2 separate regions of the Macaca mulatta genome follow, and region 2 is linked to region 1. Evidence: chromatin contacts called from public Hi-C data. All regions are on one chromosome and are shown on one strand. Each heading gives the region's core, a stretch centred on a gene start, on an enhancer-like site or on the middle of the called end of the contact. The rest is flanking DNA. Distances are from core to core; before and after follow the strand shown.

Region 1 (2,934 bases), core at 375-2,874:
AACAGAAAAAGTACATATGGACATTTAGTACAGTCATCCCATGGTAACTATGTGCGACTGTTTCCAGGAACCCCCGTGGATAATAAGCCCATTACATAAAATGTAATATTTGCATATAACCTACCCACATCCATCCTCCCGTATACTTCAAATCACTCTAGATTACTTATAATACCTAACGCGATGTAAATGCATAGCATTTGTGCTGGAATTACAGGCGTGAGCCACTGCGCCTGGCAAATTATTTTTTTTAAACTCTAAAAATGCTAGAAGAAAATACAGGTAACCATGACATCAAAGCTAGAAACAAAGGAAATGACTCATTAGACATAACTACATAAAAATTAAAAACTTTCCTCAGTAAAAACAAAACAAAAAAAACCATAGGTGATATTAAAAGATTAATTTAAAAAACAGGAAAAATATCTGTAAATATCTCAATCAAAGGTTAATATTTCTAATATACAAAAAGCACTTGCAATTTCTAAAATATGAATATTTCATTTGAAAAATAGGCAGAAGTCATGAACTAGCAATTCACAAAAATAGAGCCAATAATTATATGAAAGATGTTCAGTTTTACACGTAGGCAACAAACTGCAAATTAAAACAGGCCTTTTTTAAAGAGATGATAAAGATCAGGAAGATTGACAATATCTAAGATTAGCAAGGAGATGCAGACAGCATATTCGTTCTCATACTGTTAATGGAAAAGTAGTAAATAGGTTTCTAGGGGAGCGTCTGGTAACATTTGGAATCTTACAAACGTGCATTTTCCTTGATCCAGTAATTTTACTTCTATGAATTTATTGTAAGAAAATAATCAAGGACATATACAGATTTACATATAAGAATATTCATCTAGGATTGTAGACCTGAAAAGCTGTCAATACCTGAAAAGTCCAACAACTTAGGGACTGGTTGAACAAATTATATCCATACAGCCATTAAAAATGATTCTGTAGGCTGGACCCGGTGGCTCATGCCCACCATCCCAGCACTTTGGAAGCCTGAGGTGGGAGGATCACTTGAGCCCAGGAGTTCAAGACCAGCCTGGGCAACAGGGCAAGACCCTATTAAAAATATATATATATATAAAATATATATATTAAGAGATTTTACATATACATATATAATATGTATATATTACATATTATACATATATTATACATATATTACACACATACATTATATATAATGTATACACACGTATACATATATGTATATATAAAATCTATTTTAATTTACCTGCAAAGACATTACTGGGAGACAACGCGGTTACGTTTTCCTATTTTAAAAAACCAAACATCTTTACGTGTATGTATGAAAACTCTAAATTTATGTAGCAATATGTTAATAGTATTATCCATGGTGGCAAGAATGAGAGTTTAAGTTTCTTTTATAAACATGTATGTACTATTGAACTACTGCTATTACAGGGAGCAGGCATTTTTTAAAAGCACTATTCTTACAATCAGGAAATACAGGACACTATTACTTCGCGGGGGAAGACGGACACTGGGAAGAGTCCACGCCGGCGAAGGCAGGCGAAGACCGAGCTCGCTGACGCCCTCCGTCGCCCGCGCCTCTTCCCACAGCTCTCGGAGGAGCCCAGCGACCGGAAACACGCCACGCCGGGCCTCAGGAATTCTGGGCATGGGACGGACAGCTCGTGACCTCAGAAGGAGGAAAACGGTCACCTTCTGAAAGAAATACGAACTCCTTTTTCCTGTATCAGAACACTTCTCATTTCCCTGAGCGCGGCGTTTCTATCCTGAGGTGTTGGGAGGAGGTTCGAGGTGGGCGGGGTGACGGTTTTCTCTTGGAAATGAAAAACAGCCTTTCCCGCTACCCCCGCCCGCTCACACAAGAGAGGCTTGGAGTCCGCCCCGCGGAAAGCCGTTTCTATGGGTGACGACGTATGGCAACGCGTCTAAGGCGACGTCGGCGAGGGGACTATTGTGTTTCCAAAGTCGTCCTCAAAGGAGGACAGAAGTTTCGGGGAGCCGGGGGCGTAGAGGCGAGGCATGATCTGATTGGCCCGTGGCTCCGCAACCAGGGGGCTGGACGGGGCGGAAGTACGGGCGTGCGCAAGGGCGTCCCCGCGGCGTCCCCGCGCGCCGGCTAGTCTCTCTCATGCCCTTGCGGGTGCGCAGGTCTATAAACTGGGCGGAGCGAGGGAAGTGATGTGTGGCTTCCGGAAGGACGCGCGTAAATCCTCCCCCATAAGTAACAAGTCGCGGTAGTCCAGCGAGGCCTTCTTACGAGACCAAGCCCTTGGTGGGTGTGGCACTGGCGAACCCGAGGAATGAGAAAGGAGGCCCGGCAGAAAGTTCGGGTCAGCTGCTGGCCGCTCCAGGTGTAGCCTAGGGCGGGGAGGGATTGACTTCCCGGAACATCCTGGGGTAAAGACCTCGCAGAACAGCGAAACCGCTGAGGGACTGTTGGGTGGAGAGGCCTTGGAGACGGACAGGCCCACACACTCCCTTTCCTCGTGAGGGTCACCGACCCGCCTACTTGGGAACCAGATAGACCTGACGGTTGTGTTTGCGGGGTGGAGGTTGATGACCAGTTGTTGAGTGAATAGCAGAGACATTTACGTAGGAGTGTTGATGCAAGATTTTTTATTTTATTTTATTTTTGAGATGGAGTCTCGCTGTCTCCCAGGTTGGAGTGTAGTGGCGGGATCTCGGCTTATTCCAACCTCCGCCTCACGGGTTCAAGCGATTCTCCTGCCTCAGCCTCCCGAGTAGTTGGTACTACAGGCACGTGCCACCACGCCAGGCTAATTTTTGTATTTTTAGTAGAGACGGGGTTTCACCATATTGGCCAGGCTGGTCTCGAACTCCTGACCTCAGGTGATCCACCCGCCTCAGCCTCCCAAAGTTGCTGGGATTACAGGCTTGAGCCACTGCCCCCCAGCCTTCTCCCTGC
Region 2 (2,977 bases), core at 206-2,705, 220 kb before region 1:
CATTTAGACCAGGCGCCTTAAGTTCAACGCCCCTTTCTCTATGCAGCATGGCCTCGGCGTGATCAGAGGAGGTCCGGGCTGAGCCAGTAATGAATGCTTCCTCTACTACACCACTTCCTCCCACCCAACCCAAACTCAGACATCGGAATGAAGGAGAATCAGGGCATCCTCCACTGTACGAGGCCACCAGTAAATGGTTTAACCAACTTATCACACACAACCCCCTGAAAAGGAACTACAAGACGGAATCCCATGTGCAGGCCCCTGAAAAATTCATCTTTCCTACTTCACATGCCACTCTGCAAAAAACCGGAGAGCTTTCGAGTTTCCTTGCTGGAGGAACAGGGAGTCGGCAGCCCCTCCCTCCCCCATCCCAAGCTCTCCACCGAGGGGGCCACGTGATGCAGGCGGACGTTTCAATGCTGCTGCACTAAATATTTCTGGAAACTTCCACTCCTAATAATTTACAGAGATGTTCCTGAAATCACCCCAACTTCTCCCCAGCCCGTGGGGCTGGGGAAGCCCTTCCACCCCGCGCGGGGCCCCGTTTCACTATCACGCTCCTCGCCTTCCTCCACCGCCACCCGCACACGCGAATGACCCAGCAAGCGCTCCCCTCCCGCGGCCGCCTCCCCGCCTCCATCCCCCAGCGGCAAAAGCGGCTCCATTCAATCGCAGGCTCCGCTGTGGGCCCGGCGCGCCCCCGGCCCGCCCGCCGCCTCCTGGGCTCGCTTCCCGCGACCGCCGCGCCCCACGCTGGCCTCCTCCCGCCCGGCCGCGCCGCCGCCCGACCCTCGGCCCCAAAGACACAGTCGACTTACCCAGAGATTGAACCAACTGCTCCTTCCTTCCTTGTCGGGGGATTAGGGCCAGGGAAGGTGGGGAGGGGGAGAGGGGACGAATCAAGGTGGGTTTCACAGTTTTCCCACCTTAAAAAAAGAAATTAAAAAAACGGAGAGGAAAAGGGCAAAAAGAGCTCAATAATATTTACTATTTCAGGGACGCTTCCCCCCAACACACACACCCACCCGCCCCCCAAAAAAGAAGGGGAATTAATCTGGGGAATAAATGCTCCCGCCCGGCTGGGGAGTGAGGGAAGGGGGAGGGAACCGGGTCAAGTCCCAAAGATTCAGCCCCAGGGGGACCCTCCAGCCACAGGCAGCAGCAGAAGCGGCAGGAGTAGGGGGTGTAGAGTCCACACGGCCGGGGGGACGCTCTGCTGCCAGTTGCAGTCCGACTCCCCCCTACCAAAACACGGCTCCCTCTCTCACGCGGCTCCGGCGCTGGGCCCCCCCCAGGCTCGCCTAAACTTTCCCCCCTTCTCTTGCTCCTCAGCGACTGGTGGTTCCCCCCTCCCCCTCTGGGTGGTTGCACGGACTGCAGCAGCAAAGACTGGAACAGGCACCGCCGCCGGGGCTGTAGCTACTGTTGCTCTTGCTGATGCTGTAGCTCCCGCTGCTCCTGCCGCGGCCGCTGCAGCCGCTTCTCCCCCTCCTCCTAGTGCCTCAAACTCGGAACCGGTTGAAACCGGTTCAGACTGGGAGATTCCATCTCGGTTGAGTTTTCAGCCCATGGCGCCGCGGAGCGTTTGGAACCTGGGCCTCCGCCCCCAGCCCGCCCTCCTATTGGTCAGTTCCAGCTACAGCCGCGCCATGAGCCTATCTCTCATTGGCCTGAGCGCCAGTCAATCCCACCTCAAGGCTCCACACGAGCCCGCCGCTTCGGCCCCCGCCTCTTTTCAGCAGCGATTTGCCCGCAGAGTGGGGGAGGGGAAGTGGGGAGGGTCGAAAGGCAAGAGGAGAGGGGTGGAGGAGGAGGAGGTGGGACGAAGAGCAGGGCTGAGTAGAAAAGAGAGCGAAGGAAAGCCGCGTGGAGGATTCGTTCGAACGAGCTGTCAATCAAGTGCAGCCCGCCCTCGAGCTCTCGACTTCCCTTCCCCCTGCGGCCCTCACCCTCCCAGTGCCTAGTTCGCAGGCCCGGCCTTTCCCGCCCGCTCATTGGCTGGGCGCCTTCGGTGACGGAGAGGGTGGGGCGCAGCTCGTGAGCTAGTGGCGGCGCGAGTTTGATCGCGGCGCGCGGCGGTGTTCGATCTGCTTCCCGGACTCGGCCGGCCCGCCCCCACCGGCTCCCGCCAACCTGCGGGGGCCTGAGCCCGCGGGAATTAGGATCCGCCCCTCAGATGGGGGATGCGTTCGGAAAAGGGATGGCACACCCAGTTGTTTTGAACTCTCGGAGGGGTGGAGAAAGGAGGGAAAGGAACACTTCCGAGGCCAATTGTAGGCCCCAGACCTCTAATCCATTTTAGAGGCCTGGGTTGGGCCAGGTAGCTGAGAGAGAGGTTGGGGTGAGGCGCAGGGCGTGCATTCTTGGCGCCTCGTGATCTTCTCAGGGTCTCGGAAAATATATCGAAATACTTCTTGGGAAAGTCTTAAAATTTCAACTCTGCCTCCCCAGGCTGGAATTTGGCCGCTTCGACAACCAACCTTTCCTGAAAGCCAAAACATTGTAATCCCAGGTTATTGGTTTGACAGCGCATGTTTTGGCTGGGTGAGCTTGCATGCCAACTGCGTCCCACCTGGTGCCCTTGATCTGCAACACTCAGATTTTCCTTTCACCCTAGCGGCACTTCACATACTAAATCATCACCAAATAGTATTTTCTGTGAAAGTCACATGCACGTTGTCTTTCACGTGGTTGCGTCTCTTGTTTGTTCCCAAGCGTCCTCCAAATCAGCTTTACAGATTGTTCTTTGCTTAAGAGCAAATAGCCCACCAAAATTTACTAGGCCCTTTGTGCCACCAAGAGGTAGATAAATGGTTTATTGAAGTAATACAATTTTCTTTAGCAAATGTTCGTTCACGATGGACTATGACTAACTTCAAAGCACCACTTATTCTAACTCCCCCTCCAATAAAGAAAAACCCAACAACTCAATGTTTAGATGCACCAGAATGATTTTGGATGATTTTCAGACCTA

Evidence for each region. Hi-C and Micro-C count contacts between places; a contact is called where the count stands out from the background.
Region 2: a contact with region 1 is called in a Hi-C map of fetal cortex germinal zone, with 2.5 times the contacts expected there. The contact joins the promoter of XPO1 here to the enhancer-like site in region 1. A contact is called at or near these places in 4 of 14 Hi-C or Micro-C datasets (cortical neurons, fetal cortex germinal zone, fetal cortical plate and 1 more).

Annotation. Positions count from the first base shown.
Region 1 is chr13:62,973,036-62,975,969 of T2T-MMU8v2.0, reverse strand. No RefSeq gene overlaps it. Among named protein-coding and RNA genes, the nearest start is that of FAM161A, 92 kb to the right of the region's middle. Within about 2 kb of position 1,624, at least 32 of the 40 cell types and tissues checked have an H3K27ac peak or open chromatin away from gene starts, as enhancers often do. A contact at or near this core is called in cortical neurons, fetal cortex germinal zone, fetal cortical plate and 1 more, where this site is marked.
Region 2 is chr13:63,195,933-63,198,909 of T2T-MMU8v2.0, reverse strand. XPO1 (exportin 1) reads right to left here and starts at 1,455. Exons shown (of 25, transcript NM_001266844.1): 1 at 822-1,455.